5 separate regions of the Mus musculus genome follow, and regions 2, 3, 4 and 5 are each linked to region 1. The links are chromatin contacts, called in public promoter capture Hi-C maps. All regions are on one chromosome and are shown on one strand. The core of a region is the stretch at or near the end of the contact, and the rest is flanking DNA. Distances in the headings are between cores, read along the strand shown.

Region 1 (2,810 bases), core at 181-2,680:
CCAGTAAGGTAAGGATTCATACAGTAATTGACTGATGCAACACTCGGAAAATGAAACAGAGAGGAGTGTGGTTTCTACTTCCAAAGCCTCTGGGCCAGGGATGGAACAGCCCAATTACCTAGCAAAAATTCTCTAAAGATGGACTACAAAGACAGAGGTGAAGGGGTCAAGTTCCCCGGCCTGGGAGTTAGCAGAAAATATAATGTATCACAGAGTAGCAGGCAACTGGCTCAAGAAATATGTAATGGTCTTTACAGCAATACTCCTTACTTAAGGGCAATCTAAAGGCCAACAGGAAGAAATATCTTGATAAGCAACCTGTAACTTTAAAAGGCACTGAAATCTTTAAAAAGTAAAATTACCCCCCCCCCCAGTCACTGTCACCAGGATTAACATTATCCAGATTTGGAGAACCATAAAAACTGTTTTCTTTTTTTAAAGAGTCCCTCATTAATGACACCGCAGGTGGGTAGAGAAACGCAGGCAACATCCTAAAAAGAACAGCACTTTACAGTAACTTCCATCCACGTTAGAACTTGAAAGGGTCTATTATAGCTCAAAAAGAGATCCGAAAGTGTCCTAGTTGCTCAGATGACAAGGTTCTATACGAGAAATAACATCTTTTTTTTTTTTAGGCACCGAAAATAAACAAGACACCAGAAAAAACGTGAACCAGGGAAAAAGCTCAGCCAAAGTCGCCCTTACCAGCGAGGTGGAAGCACCACTATCCAACTGTTTTTACTTCCAACTAGGTTATCTCTTCTACAAAGCAGGTCAGGAAATCAAAGTGATCCGCTGATAAGTAAATACAAAACTTTGCTTCTAACCCCAGGGGCAAGACTACTACTGAGCCAAGTTCCCTGTCTTCAAAGAATGCAACATCCCGTTCTCTCTGAAGAAAACACACCAATAGACAAGTAACCTTTCATCAAGGTGTTCGTTACCTTTCTTCTTAAAAAAAAAAAAAAATCACAACTACAAAGTGTCAACGTGCACTTGTGGGGGAAAGGAAGCCAGGAGCACTCTGGGTTAGCATCCGGGCTCTACTGCACCTTAAAAACACCAAAGATGCATTCGATTTAAGAGGCAGGGAAAGCCTGTGCACCGCGATCCCGGGAGCGGATGCAGAGCCCGGGTTTGGGAGACGGGCGCGTTCGTGCCTCGGGTGGGAAACCACACTGGTTTGCCGTGCCGGGCATTCCTCCCGATCGCAGCCCTCAATGTCTCTGGGTGCAAACTCGCGCAGACCGCGTCGGTGGCCGGGTTGCCCCGTTCTGGTCCAGGGGCGGAGCGCCACCGCCGGAGGAGCCCGGCTGGGTCGTCCCCACGCCGCCCCGCCCCATCCCTACGGCCCCGGCCCCGCGGCCCAGGCCCACCTTTGATGCCCGCCATGGCGGTGACGTCGCTCCTGGCTCCACGACCCGGGCGGTGGCCGGGAGACCCGAGACGCGCGGCGGCGGCGGCGGCCAGACAACACCCGGAAGTGCACCCCGCTGCACTTCCGCCGGCGGCTCGCGCGGGGGCGTGGGGGCGCGCGAGGCCGGGCCGGGCCGGGCCGGCGTCCTTCCTTCCGCGGCTGAGGGGGGCCAGCTGGGGACGTGCGGGGCAGCTCCGGCCCGGAGTCCCCGCGGTCTCGAGAAGAGAGCGTGCGGAGCTCGTGAAGATGCGGGCGATGTCTTTGCGGGATCGCCTCACTTTCTGCCCCGCGAGCCCATTTCTCCTCCCACCACCCAGTCTGTGACACGTGAGATGGGTGGTCTCTGCTTCTCTCCTTGGGTTCCTAACACAGATCCCATGAGGTCCCCTCCACCCCCGCAGGGAGTCAACGAGTCATAATGTGAACATAAAGATGCTTCCTCTTGGGAGTCGGAGAGCTTTTCAGTCTTGGTGACAAAAAGGATGGGGAAGTGGGGGGGGGGGCGCCCCGCAGAGATCCTATATATTTATGTAAGCTTCCCACATAGCATATGCTGGGGAACCGGGTAGGCGTTGGGATGAACAAAACCAGGTGTAGTTTCTGCCCTCGGGTTGTTTGCAGACTAGAAAGAGAAAATACTCAAAAGAGAACAAAAGTGCGACGAAGATAATGGATAGCAAGAGGGATCCATCTGCACTCCAAAATATACCACTGGGGCGGCGGAAAGATGACTGTAGCTGAAATCAATTTTAAAAAAGAGAGAGACATAGAAGGGGAATTGGCTGCGCTCCTTTTCTGTACAAAATCAGACCGATTTAAGTTTCTCCTTGTAAAGGTAGCCGGAACTTCCTTTCCTGTGTTACATGAGAAGATATTTGCAACACAAAATTTCCCATGTGTAAATATTTTCATTTCTGAGGAAGAGACAGATGTCTCTGTAAGCAGCCGCAATTGGAGTTTGTAGAAATGTTACAGAAATAGCCTTTATCTCCCTTAGTTTTCCCCTGAAAGCCCAAATTTCTTCCATTTAGTTGCTTTCCCACAGCGTATTGCCTTTTGTTAAAATGCCTTATGGGCTCCCAGACCTAGCCGGTTGTGTTTTCCTTTATTCGGAACCTTGCTAAGCCTGTAAAATACAGCCTGTAAAATACACTCTCCCCTTTAATAGGCCTTACAGCTGCTAATATGTAGGTCTCCTCTGTTGAATCTAAGAAGGCAGAGACAACCTCTATCCTAGAAATATCTAGGAAATAGAAGACATGGGAAATAGTCCTTTGGTTTGATCTGACAGGACTCTTTTAATGGAAAGACAAAGTTGGGTTGTTTGTGTGTGTGTGTGTGTGTGTTGGGGGGCAGATGGAACATGCTCTTTGCTAATAAATGGAACGGGAAT
Region 2 (2,810 bases), core at 110-2,609, 1.2 Mb after region 1:
ATCTGTGAACCCTGGGGCTTTTTGTCCTAAGAGGGCGGGAGAAGGAGGGGCCAAAGGAAAGACAACACTGCCTTCCACACTTGGGAGTCTACCATCTAGCTAGAACTTTGTTAGCAGTGGGGAACTTTGCACACAGCCTGTGCTCCTCAGTCCGTCTCTCTACAGCCGGACCTTCTACCGTAGGAAATCGCCTCCACCCCTTGGCATGGGTACCCCGGTTCCTGATGAAATTGTGACCCGCTGTCCCCTTCCCAGATCCTGGACTCCAGCCCTGTCACTCGCCACACACTGCAGATCACGTGGTAGAGTGCTGTTCGCCCCAAGTGTAGCTATTGGTCTGCGGCTCATGTCCCGGAAGCTCATTGGCTGAGTCCTGCGTTCACGTGGGGGTGGGGGTAAGGTGGTCTTGGATAGCACCCTTAGTGGGGAGAGGTGGCTGGAAAGTTAAAGTGAGCCACAGATTGCTGGAGCTGGAATCCAGAGTGCTGCAATCCAGTGAGCAGGTGAGAGGGCTGCTGTTGCGTGGACCAAGCCGAGTGCCTGCCCCACTTTTGCCGTCGTGGTTGCTGTCACTGTCACCCAGCTCAGATGGTGGGGCGGGCTGAAGGGTCTCCCCTCCGTACTCAAGAGTGGTACCGGGTACGTACCTCCTCAAGCCTCTAGTTCAAGGTCCAGAGCCAGGAAATCTGCGGTGAGGGGCACGCGGGGGAGTTCTCCGACACTTACCATTTGTCCCACTAACACTGACTCCCAGGTAGTAGAATCCCCTAGCTGGGCTCGGGTGGCTTGTCGCTTCAGCGTGCAGAAACATCTCAGGCACCGGAGCTGGGATGGAGCCTAGAGGGGACCCCCGAGATCCCTAAGCGAGTTAGCCTGCGAAACGTGTCCTGAACAGAAAGGATGTCTCGAGTCCTAACGTGGCACATCCCCAACCTGAGATGTGACACTTTGGAAGATAATTCTAGTTTTTTGTGGCAGAATCTGGAGTCCAAATACAAGCTCCCGGGGCTTCAGTTTCCCGTTACGAAATAGACGCGAGAAACCCGTGTCCCAGCCCTGACTCCATCAAGTAGTGCGGACCAGTCCCTACTACTCCCCACTTAGGTTCAGATCTCCTTTTGCTGCACACAGGCAAGAGGCACACGCTGTGTCGTCTCGGGTCTCGGAAGGCAATGGGCTCGAGGCGAGCTCCACCCGGGAACGGGGCAGCCCGCGTGGGGGTGCTCGCGAGGCGCTGCCCCCATCTGGGCTGTCCCGCCGCCAGGTCCCGCCCTGATGTGATAACTTGGGCTCCTCCTCCTTGTTCGTCTCCGGGAACTAAGCCCAGGCCCTACCCCCGGGACACCCCGACGCTCACGTAGTTCAGTGGCAGCAATCAACCCTGACACTTCTCTCAGGCTCTCCCATGAGGCCAGCGAGCAGCGGCCCCGGCTGCGGCGCCGCCGGGAGAGGTAGGTGCAGACCCAGTCTAAGCTGGGGCGAGGGCGGGTGCAGGCACACCCTGTGTCTGGTGGGATGGGGACTCGCTGACCTTCCCCCAGGGACTTGTTCACAGCTACCGTTTTGAACCCAGAGGAGAGGCTCTGAACCGGACGGCAGCTTCAGAACAGGGGATGGCAGGCCCACGGGGAAACAGAGAAAGTTGAAAAAGACTTGAGTGGGGGAACTTGCAGAGTTGCTGGAATGTGGCCCTGTCTCAGCTTGCGGGTCCAGGAGAAAGAAAGGCTTCTTCAGCCTAGGCAGGGAAGGAACTGGTCCCTTTGGCAAGAACGTCCAGGAGCCAGGGAGAAAGTAGAGACAGCTGAAGTAAACTAGGGCCATTTAGGGGAAAGTTAGTAGAAAGAGAAGCATCGGGGCCCTATTAGCAACCTTGAAGGTCAAAGCTGCAAGTGACCTCAGAAGAAACCCTTAAACCCGGAGAGTTCTTCGTTTGTTAAAGCTCAGCTGGGCAGAGGCCTTCTTAGGCCTGAGCTTCTTGCTGTCTTTGGCCCTTATTAGCTGGTGTGGGCTGCCTCATTCAAAGCTACCTGACTGCTCATTATGCGGCCCTATTCAAAAACATTTCTCTTCAAGGATTGAGGGGTGTATACATTAAAACTGTAATAATTAGGGTCTGTATACAAAAGGGGGCCAATGTCAACTTCATACATATAAAAGTATCAGCTAGACATTTGGGGAGAGAACCGAGATTTGCTGAAAGGGGGGGGGAGGAGTGGATGGTGGTGTCTTGAATTGGTTGAGGATATTTATCTAATGTAGTGTTGCGGTGGGTTATTGTTAACTTGGTTTTGACATCAGCGAGGAAGAGTTGCAGAAAGAAGGTCTCAGTCAGAAACTCAGTCGCTCAACTGCCTGAAGCTAGGCAGGTTGTGGGTTTTGGTTTTTTTTGTTTTGTTTTGTTTTGTTTTGTTTTTTGTTTTTTTTGGTTTTTGGTTTTTTTTTTTTTTTTTGGTTTTTTGTTTTTGTTTTTCTGTTCAGACTTGTCAAGCTTAAAAGAAATATTACTGGCCTTCTAAGGCTGGCAGCATCTTGAAAGACCACATTATTTCAGTAGGACACAGAAGGTATTTCTGCAAGCGTCCCAAACCTGGCCCAAGCTCTCTTCAGAGGCAGTTGACTTCTGAGGCACCCACGTGAAAGCAGGGTGTGTGATTGTTCTTGGGAAACAGCTCCTTAGGCTCCTGGGATCCTGTCCTGCAACTGTGTCCAGGTCCTGTGTCGCTTTACCGGCTCAAATGTGCATCGGTGGTCTCTGCTACTGCCTGTTTCCTCGGTAGAAGGAAAGCCTGGGGCAGTGTTGGAGACAGAAT
Region 3 (2,810 bases), core at 90-2,589, 1.1 Mb after region 1:
GTGTCTACTGGCCTGTCACACAGTGTGTAGGGCTAATGTAGACTGTCAAACAAATCCCCCAGAAACCCTTCTCTCGTCCATACCCCCACTACTGTGGACTTCACTGAGAGCCACCTGTCCTCTGCTGGGGCCAAACAATGCTCTCGTTCTTGTCCCTGGCGTGAGCTTAAATGTCCACCCTCCCAGATCCTGCGTCCCTTTACAAGGTTTTCATTGTGCAGTCGAACATCAAAGAGCTCGGCTTCAATAGACCCTGCTTTTGAGACTGAGACGCACTTCAGTCTCCTTGTTGTAATTCATAAACCCAAGAAGACCAGGGACCCGGCTCCACACCTCTGACCATTATCATCACAAACGGTGAAGTCAAATGAGTTAGGAGAATTAATCTCTGAGTGAGCACACTGGGGGAGGAGGGTAAGAAGTCAATATTTCCAAAGGATACATACATACAGTAGCACCTTGGAGAACCGTGTGATTAAAGGAGGGAATTTAAGATTTCTATATGAAACAAAGGGTGAAAAAAATGTTTTGTTTTATTTTGTTTTGTTTTGATTTTTCAGAAAGTTCATCCCAACCTTGAGAGCTGGCCAGAGACTTTAGCGGTCAGTTGTCTCTTTCCTAGTTTCAGAATTCAACTCTATGTGATTTGATTATATAAGAAAATGAGAGGAAAGACTTTGGCCTAAATAACAAGTCATATGACCATTCTTATCTAAAAGTATACTGAGCGGTGGTTTTTTTCCATTCTAAAATAAGGTCAGTTCTCACACACACACACACACACACACACACACAATGTGCCAGTACTGCAAGCAACACCTTTTGGGTGGGGGGAGGGGAGGCCTTTGCTTGAGAGTGCAGGGCTGACAGGCGGCCTTTGTTGGCTTGGACTCAGAGAAAGTCCAGACTTCTTAGGAACTGAGCAGAAATTCAGTCTTGACTTAGTGTGGTGTGACACCTACCTTATAATTCAGCCGTCGGATGCCTTCAGCTTCATGTGTATGTAAACTAAGGAAGGTTCCAGCAGCTTTAAGGCTTAAGGGATTCAGGCAGAAGGTTAGCTTCTTATTTCGGGTTGACCACCCAGAAACAGCATCTCCATGCTTGCCCCGGGTCTAACCTCATATGTTTCCCTGGGGGACTTTTGAACCTAGTTTGATGGCTGGTTACACTTGGACCTCTAATGGATTTTATGTGATAGTACAATCTGGGCCCAGAGACAGAGGTTTCTAATCACAAATCAGAACAAATATCTCTAGGAAGGCGATAGTCATGATAGACTGAAAACCCTGTGGCCCGGATTACAGTGAGAAATGACTATCTCTTACTCCTGGAACGGGTGGCTATGCTACCTCACAGGACAAAAGGACACAGGGACCTGGCAAAGGCAATCGACTTACAGGACTTGAAATTGGCTGTTGCTGCTGGACTGGGATCCGGGAAACTGCCAGGAAACAGGACCTGTTCATCTTCAGGGACTGTAACAGACCCCTGAGGTATTCGAAATAAAGGAGGCTATATTATGGCCACAGGTTCAGAGGTTCGAGTCTGCGCTTTGGGTCTGTGTCGAAGCAATATATCATAAGAGAAGTACAGCAGTGTGGCAGAGCAACATAGCTTCCCTCCTGATTAGCATGAAGAGGGACAAGGACCCCGGGATCTCAGGATCTCCTTCAAGGGCACACACTCCTCAGTGACTTAAACACTCATGGAAGCCTCTAAACAGTTTTACCGCCTTCCAACAGCACCACGCTGGGGACAACATTTTACTGGCTGGATATTTGGGATACAATTAAGATCTGAGCTATCACAGCTTGCTATAAGAAAGGGACAGATGGGAGGGTTAGAGTCAGGAGAGGAGAGACAGTCATGAAGGCAGCATTGGGGTGAGGGATTTTCAGGTGCCACCCTCCTGGAAGGCAGAAGAACGGGTGCACACTAAGAAGCTGAGTGTCCCTTTAGGAGCTGGATGGGTCAGGAAAGAAGATCTCCTCAAGAGCTCAGAGCTCACTGCAACCTTGTATTAAACAAGACTCATTTAGACATCTGATCTCTGGGCCCGTAAAGATATTTGTGTCGTTTCAAGCCATTAAGTGTGTGATAATTTGTTATGGTACAGTAGAAAACAGCTGCTATTAAACACTTTTTAAAAATATTTTTTAATTAGGTATTTTCTTCATTTACATTTCAAATGCTATCCCAAAAGTCCCCCATACCCTCTCCCCCTCAACCCCCTACCCACCCACTTCTTGGCCCTGGCGTTCCCCTGTACTGAGGCATATAAAGTTTGTAAGACCAAGGGGCCTCTCTTCCCAATGATGGCCAACTAGGCCATCTTCTACTACATATGCAGCTAGAGACATGAGCTCCGGGGTATTGGTTAGTTCATATTGTTGTTCCACCTATAGGGTTGAGGACTCCTTTAGCTCTTTGGATACTTTCTCTAGCTCCTCCATTGGGGTCCCTGTGATCCATCCAATAGCTGACTGTGAGCATCCACTTCTGTGTTTGCTAGGCACCGGCATAGCCTCACAAGAGACAGCCATATCAGGATCCTTTCAGCAAAATTTTGCTGGTATATGCAATGGTGTCAGTGTTTGGAGGCTGATTATGGGATGAATCCCCAGGTGTGGCAGTCTCTAGATGGTCCATCCTTTCGTCTCAGCTCCAAACTTTGTCTCTGTAACTCCTTCGATGAATGTTTTGTTCTCAATTCTAAGAAGGGGCAAAGTGTCCACACTTTGGTCTTCATTCTTCTTGAGTTTCATGTGTTTTTGCAACTTTATTAAACACCTTTTTAAAGATTTGTT
Region 4 (2,810 bases), core at 142-2,641, 1.0 Mb after region 1:
TGGACTAGACGTGGCCTTGTCAGAGGGAGTATGTCACTGGGTGTGAGCCCTTCCCTCTCCCTCCCCCTCCCCATCTCCCTCCTCCTCTCCTTCCCCTACCCCTCTCCTCCTTTCCCCTCCTCCTCCCCCTCTCCCTTCCCCTCCCCCTCTCTGCCTGTGGATCAGAATGCAGCTCTTAGCTCCTGCTCCAGCACCATTCCTGCCAGCTGCCATAATCCCACTGTGATGATAATGGACTAAATCTCTGAAACGGTAAACAAGCCTCTAACTAAATGCTTTTCTTTTAAAAGCGTTCCTTTGGTCATGGTGTCTCTTCACAATAGCACAAGTGTTCTGTCCAGGAGACCAGAAAGGTGACTAGTACAAGAATTTTCCTCAGGATGATAGCCACTGAACACACTGACCTCTTTAGGGTCACAGTTTCACATAATAATTTCAGCTTCATCACCCACCAGCCCCACCACCCTCCTAGCACCACATACTAAATCTGTGCACTAAATCACATATTAAATGCCAAGCCTAGGCTGGGTATCCTATATCTATTACTAAGTGGCTACCATGTGCCCTTTTTACTGATCCAACTGTGAAGCCTAGGGGCTGAATTTTTATCCCTTTGACATAGGGTATATTTTATACATCAAAGACAGGGAAAATAACTGTGAAATCAGTAGTCTGAGATATTTATGAAAAGAAAGGACCATGTCAGCATGGACCTACAGATAGCCCAAGATATAACATCTGTATAATATCTTAATAAATATATATTTCTATTTAAAGAATGATGCAGTTAAATATTTAAATAAAATAGACTTTTGTGTGTTATATTAAGTTATATATTTATATATCTAAACAAATAAAAATAGACACTGAGTATGAGTTATCTGAATCTATACAATTACATGCGAACACATCTATCTTCTCTGTACATATCTCATGTAGCACCCTTATTTTGTATATGGATAATATACAAATAAAATATAAACACTGTATGTACACATGTTATAGGATGCATTATAGGTCTAAAGGGTTTATACACTCATGGATATGTTGTTTCAACTGGCCTAGTCTCTGAACCCCACAGGCCTACAAGGTTGAAATAGCTAAACAGCGATTGTATGTATGTGTTTGCGGGGGACTAATTAGGGTTATCTGTAGTGAGGAGGTCTGTCCATGAGGTGGTGATGTTCATACAACAGAAGCAGGAGGGAACAAACCGAGGGTGTTGAGAGATACCAATGAAATGTGGGCTAGTAATCTCATGTCCCTTTCCCACTCCCAGGTGTGGCTCCTGCCTGGCCTCTGACTTGCAAGAGTGTGGAGCTCACAAGGATACTTGGCAGTTCTCAGCTCAGCCTCTACAAGGCAATGCATGCTAAGCCACTAGGAATGCTGGCTCCATCTGGTGGAACTCAATTCATGCTCACTCTCTGGCTCGGGGGTGGCCTTTGTGTTCACTGATCTCTGTGGAAGCCTTCCAACTGACAAAAAAATAAAAAATAAAAAAAGCCTGGCTCTGAGCCTCTGGGAGTCTCAGCTTCCTTGGCAAGCTTCTTTGGCCCTTTCAACACACCTGGAGCTTCCTGCTGCTTGGAGTCCACAGAGACTGGACCCAGGTCAACAAAACATCTCTGCATATGGCAAACATTCCCTATACCAGCTTTCACAGATCAACGGATGCTAAAAGTGGAAAGGCATGGAACAGAGAGGCCCCTCTGAGCAGTCTCAGATGGGAGAAAAGGAGAAAAGATGTTGTAAACTTCTGCACCACTAAGGGTCCCTACCCCCCCCCCCCCCCCCGTGCCATGTCTTGTTTCTTGCCCGAAGTCGCAGTTTCAAAGGAACTTATCACGCATTCATTCATGGTTCTTCTCATCCCCAGGACAACTCCAGGGAGGAAGGATTTATTCCATTCATAGCTTCATGGTGGTATCTGTCTGTTGCAGCGGGAAGGTGGCTTGCTCACATCCTGGTGGGTCAGGAAGCAGATACAGAGAGAGCTCAGGCTGGAAGCACCCAGTTCTAGCACAGAGATCTCAGCAGACAGCAGGGTCGGGTGGGGGTGGGGCACTGGGCTGTTTGGCGCCCTTTACTGTGTCCAGACTATTTAGAGACCTCATTATTATGGCTCTTCACAGAAAGGCAAACCAGCACCAGACGGCAGGAGATGATCATGCCTGCGTAAGCATAAATATGTTTACAGACTAAGATCTCTCTGACTGCTACCTAGATGTTACAGGCTCAGCTTTCAAATGAAACAGCTAGTCCTTAACATCTGGGAAAGCCTTTTGAGCATACAGAATGTTTTCCCATCACCTAGACCAGAACTGAGATTTGCCTCCCCGTGGCCATTCTCTGCATGGTTTTCCCTTGGGGCAGGTTCTTCCTGGGACTCAGCAGTGGGTGAATTTGCCCTTTCTTTACATGTGTGGTCATGCTCTCTTGGAGAGATAGCTCTAAAAGCCCATTGGCTGATTGGGAGTGGGAGGATATACTGATGCCCTTGTCCTGGAGGTGGGGGGTCGCAGGGAGTCAGGACTGGAGAGTCCCCGCATATTTGTGATGCTCACGGTGAGCAAGCGAGGGAGGAGTGGCTTAATGGATGTACATTTTGCCTACCTCTCAGTCTTAGCAGGTGGTTGCATAACAAACCAAATGTCAGAGATGCAGGGACCTTTCAGCAAAGCCTGGCTTTCTTACTCGCTTCACCACAAAGGGAGTCCAACTTAAACTTAAGAGCAAACTGAACCTGCACTGAAGAGAGACCAGAATCTAATCTCTGGGCCATTCTGAGCTTGCTGCCCTGATAACAG
Region 5 (2,810 bases), core at 97-2,596, 1.0 Mb after region 1:
GTTCCCTTTGACTAATCATTTAAGAACCAGCATGACCCCGCTTCCCTTCCCGAGGCATGTCAGCCTTCTTCACAAAGAGATGGATTCTGCCGTTCAGAAATATTCTGATTTACCCCCAACTCTCTCTCAGCCCATTTCTGGTCATTTACAGAAAACAAAACAAAACCAAAAAACGACCCAGGTTGTTCACAATCAGCAATATACTCATTTCAGGAAAATTCTAAAAGCCAGTGAGGCAGTCATTTAGAATGTGAGCTTCGTATCCCACAGCTCTGAAATTACACATAATGGGCAAGCTCCCAAGGCCAGCTCACAAAAGCCTACTTACCTAGCTCCACAGACAAACCACGAGGAGTGATGGGTTTCTGTCGGAATGCCTGGCTTATACCAACTGGGAAGTCGACAGGCAGAGTAAAGTAAGTCTTGAGCTTGCTTCTACCTCACTGTTAGGATTTGGAAGCTGGGTACCAGTGAGCCAGCCCCCAGAGAGGTCAGAGATGGTTACTAAGTCACCTCTCAAATCCTAGGAACTTCCAAAGGACCAGATCATTCTAATTTAGAATGCAGAGCCTACGGATGCAGAGCCTCACTCAATTCAGTAGCCTGAACCAAGCAGGGTCAGATAAAACTGCTGCTCTAGTCTGCGCTTTCTCCTGGTCTTCCTCTTCACTGACTATGTCCCAGCCTTGGAAACATATGCATGCTACAATTTTTTCAACCAGAAACAAAATTACTCTAACAGCAAAGATGACCCATTTCTTAGTGACACACAGTGACGAGAAGATGGCGACCGGGCAGAGCAGTGTCTGAGGGCTGGTCCTACTCAAGAAAAAGGCACGGTTTGGCTGCATGAGCCCTGTAAGACAGTGGCTGCTTGCTTGTGAAATGAATGCTGTACCTGCCCATACTTCGAGCAAGAAGCCACCAAGTTCTTTGACCTTGTGCACGGCTCAGATTGATGCCATAATCCACCGAATATCGAGGCAATTCGGTAGCAGGGTGGAAACACTCTGTGCGGTAGAGGAGAGAGAGAGAGAGAGAGAGAGAGAGAGAGAGAGAGAGAGAGAGAGAGAGAGAGAGAGAGAGAGAGAGAGAGAGAGAGAGAGAGAGAGAGAGAGAGAGAGAGAGTTTGGCCTTTCTGGATCACGTCGGGGAGCAGTAACATCTACCCCTACAGCACCAGAGTGGAAACCTAACCAGAGAATCCTAGAAAAGTTAAGAGGGTTGGTTGGTGAGTTTTGTTACAAGAATCACTGCGTAAAGCCACCTATTTCCTGCTGCTGCTTTCCCTTCAGACTCACAGCGCCTCCTGGTTCTGATTTCGGGGCCGCGTTTCAATCGCCCCCTGGTGGACAGCAGGAACATTACTTTGGAAGTGGATGTAGGAGTGAAATTTCCCTTAAAAAATGCTTCTTTGGTCAAGGCTGACCAAATCATTGGGCAAAACTAGTAGATTTTTAAAGAATGTAGGTAGCCGAAGAACTCTCTGTCTTCCCAGGACCCTCCGCCCCCACCCCGGTGCTCACTCTGGAAAAGACGTGTGTCTGAATTTACCCTGCACATGACCTTGCCAACTAGGGATCCAACCAACAAGATGTGTCCAGATTGTGGTGACCACAGAGCACAGTGCTCATCAATAGAACGGCCTTTTCTTTTCTTTTTCTTTTTAAAATTGATTAAGTTATTGATTAACATTTAGATCGAAGCTTCCCCTCCCACCTCTCTTCCTAGCCCCTCCCTCTCATCCCCACCCCCTCCCGTTAGCCTCAGAAAGGATACGACCCCCTTGGCCATCCAATCATCTTTCACAGGCCTTGAATATCAGATATCCTGGATATTAGACATTACATTATGATTCATAACAGAAGAAAAATTACAGTTACGAAGTAGCGACAGAAATAATGTCATAGGCGGGGTGGGGATGGGATGTCACCACAACATGAGGAATTGTATTAAAGGGTTGCAGCATTACGAAGGCTGAGAGCTACTACTCTGGGCAGTTGGATAGCCATGACTTTTGCTTCCTCCTCTAGGGTCAGTCTTTGCCAGCAATCTTGGGGCCCTCCCCTGAATCTTTCTAACAGATGAGCAATCAGTCAAGAACGTGAACAACTTGCTCCAAATCCCAGGAAACTGTTGAGCATCTGACCGTGACAGAAAGGAATGAGACATGTTCCCATCATGACAAGCTGCTCACCAGCACTGCCTTGGAGCCGGGCTCAGAGAGAACCGGCGGCCTGGCTGGGATTTGCTGGGGGAGTGGCCAGTGCAGGCTGCTCCATAGGCAAACACCCACGCCCCTTCTGGAGCGCGCCACCCTTACCTTGGGCTCTAGCTCTCACGGAATGTTGCGGTTTTTGTATTGCCTGGGTTTGTACAATAGCGATACTCTTCCGGAGAAAAGACTAATGTTGATACCAGGAGCTAGAGGGAGGAGGGTCAGACGTTTAAGATCACCCTCAGCCATGTAATGAGTTAGGGGTTAGCCTGGGCTACATGAGACTGGCTGCCGTTAAAAAAGCGAGGGCGCCTGGAGAGATGGCTCAGCAGTTAAGGATGTTTGCTGCTCGTCCAAAGCATCTGGGTTTGGTTCCCTGAATCCATACTGAACAGCTCACTACTGCTTGTAACTCTAGCTGCACTGCAGCTGGTCCTTTAAGGAGTCTGGACTACAATGGAGATCTGCTATTGTTTCTTTCCAGCTGTTACAGGAAGGCAACTTTTGTTGCATTAAGGTCCTGAAAAATGTAGGGACACACCCTGTGAGGGTTTGTATGTTTGGCCCAAGAAGTAGCACTATTAGGAGGTGT

What was found. Promoter capture Hi-C pulls out the DNA fragments that hold promoters and counts their contacts.
Region 2: a promoter capture Hi-C map of embryonic stem cells shows a contact between it and region 1, with 5 times the contacts expected there. The contact joins the promoter of Ppp1r3b here to the promoter of Leprotl1 in region 1. A contact is called at or near these places in 6 of 39 promoter capture datasets (the C10 cell line, embryonic stem cells, hippocampal neurons and 2 more), 2 of 484 Hi-C or Micro-C datasets (Th1 cells and bone marrow-derived macrophages), 8 of 115 datasets of contacts at active chromatin or transcription factors (astrocytes, embryonic hindbrain, embryonic stem cells and 4 more) and 2 of 9 other capture datasets (liver and macrophages).
Region 3: a promoter capture Hi-C map of liver shows a contact between it and region 1, with 3 times the contacts expected there. The contact joins the enhancer-like site here to the promoter of Leprotl1 in region 1. A contact is called at or near these places in 4 of 39 promoter capture datasets (hippocampal neurons, liver and stem cell-derived epiblast-like cells) and 3 of 115 datasets of contacts at active chromatin or transcription factors (astrocytes, cardiomyocytes and stem cell-derived neural progenitor cells).
Region 4: a promoter capture Hi-C map of liver shows a contact between it and region 1, with 5 times the contacts expected there. The contact joins the enhancer-like site here to the promoter of Leprotl1 in region 1. A contact is called at or near these places in 9 of 39 promoter capture datasets (the C10 cell line, cranial neural crest, embryonic stem cells and 3 more), 6 of 115 datasets of contacts at active chromatin or transcription factors (acute myeloid leukemia, astrocytes, embryonic stem cells and 1 more) and 2 of 9 other capture datasets (liver and pancreatic islet).
Region 5: a promoter capture Hi-C map of hippocampal neurons shows a contact between it and region 1, with 6 times the contacts expected there. The contact joins the enhancer-like site here to the promoter of Leprotl1 in region 1. A contact is called at or near these places in 4 of 39 promoter capture datasets (the C10 cell line, cranial neural crest, embryonic stem cells and 1 more), 8 of 115 datasets of contacts at active chromatin or transcription factors (astrocytes, bone marrow-derived macrophages, embryonic basal ganglia and 4 more) and 2 of 9 other capture datasets (liver and macrophages).

The regions. Positions count from the first base shown.
Region 1 is chr8:34,145,309-34,148,118 of GRCm38.p6, forward strand. It overlaps Leprotl1 (leptin receptor overlapping transcript-like 1), which reads right to left and starts at 1,431. Exons shown (of 4, transcript NM_026609.2): 1 at 1,377-1,431. The coding sequence starts at 1,392.
Region 2 is chr8:35,375,303-35,378,112 of GRCm38.p6, forward strand. Ppp1r3b (protein phosphatase 1, regulatory subunit 3B) reads left to right here and starts at 1,360. Exons shown (of 2, transcript NM_001364452.1): 1 at 1,360-1,451.
Region 3 is chr8:35,289,347-35,292,156 of GRCm38.p6, forward strand. No RefSeq gene overlaps it. Among named protein-coding and RNA genes, the nearest start is that of Gm34647, 29 kb to the left of the region's middle. Within about 2 kb of position 1,340, at least 9 of the 459 cell types and tissues checked have an H3K27ac peak or open chromatin away from gene starts, as enhancers often do. A contact at or near this core is called in liver, where this site is marked.
Region 4 is chr8:35,192,525-35,195,334 of GRCm38.p6, forward strand. No RefSeq gene overlaps it. Among named protein-coding and RNA genes, the nearest start is that of Gm34474, 25 kb to the right of the region's middle. Within about 2 kb of position 1,392, at least 23 of the 459 cell types and tissues checked have an H3K27ac peak or open chromatin away from gene starts, as enhancers often do. A contact at or near this core is called in liver and pancreatic islet, where this site is marked.
Region 5 is chr8:35,158,190-35,160,999 of GRCm38.p6, forward strand. No RefSeq gene overlaps it. Among named protein-coding and RNA genes, the nearest start is that of Gm34474, 59 kb to the right of the region's middle. Within about 2 kb of position 1,347, at least 32 of the 459 cell types and tissues checked have an H3K27ac peak or open chromatin away from gene starts, as enhancers often do. A contact at or near this core is called in bone marrow-derived macrophages and hippocampal neurons, where this site is marked.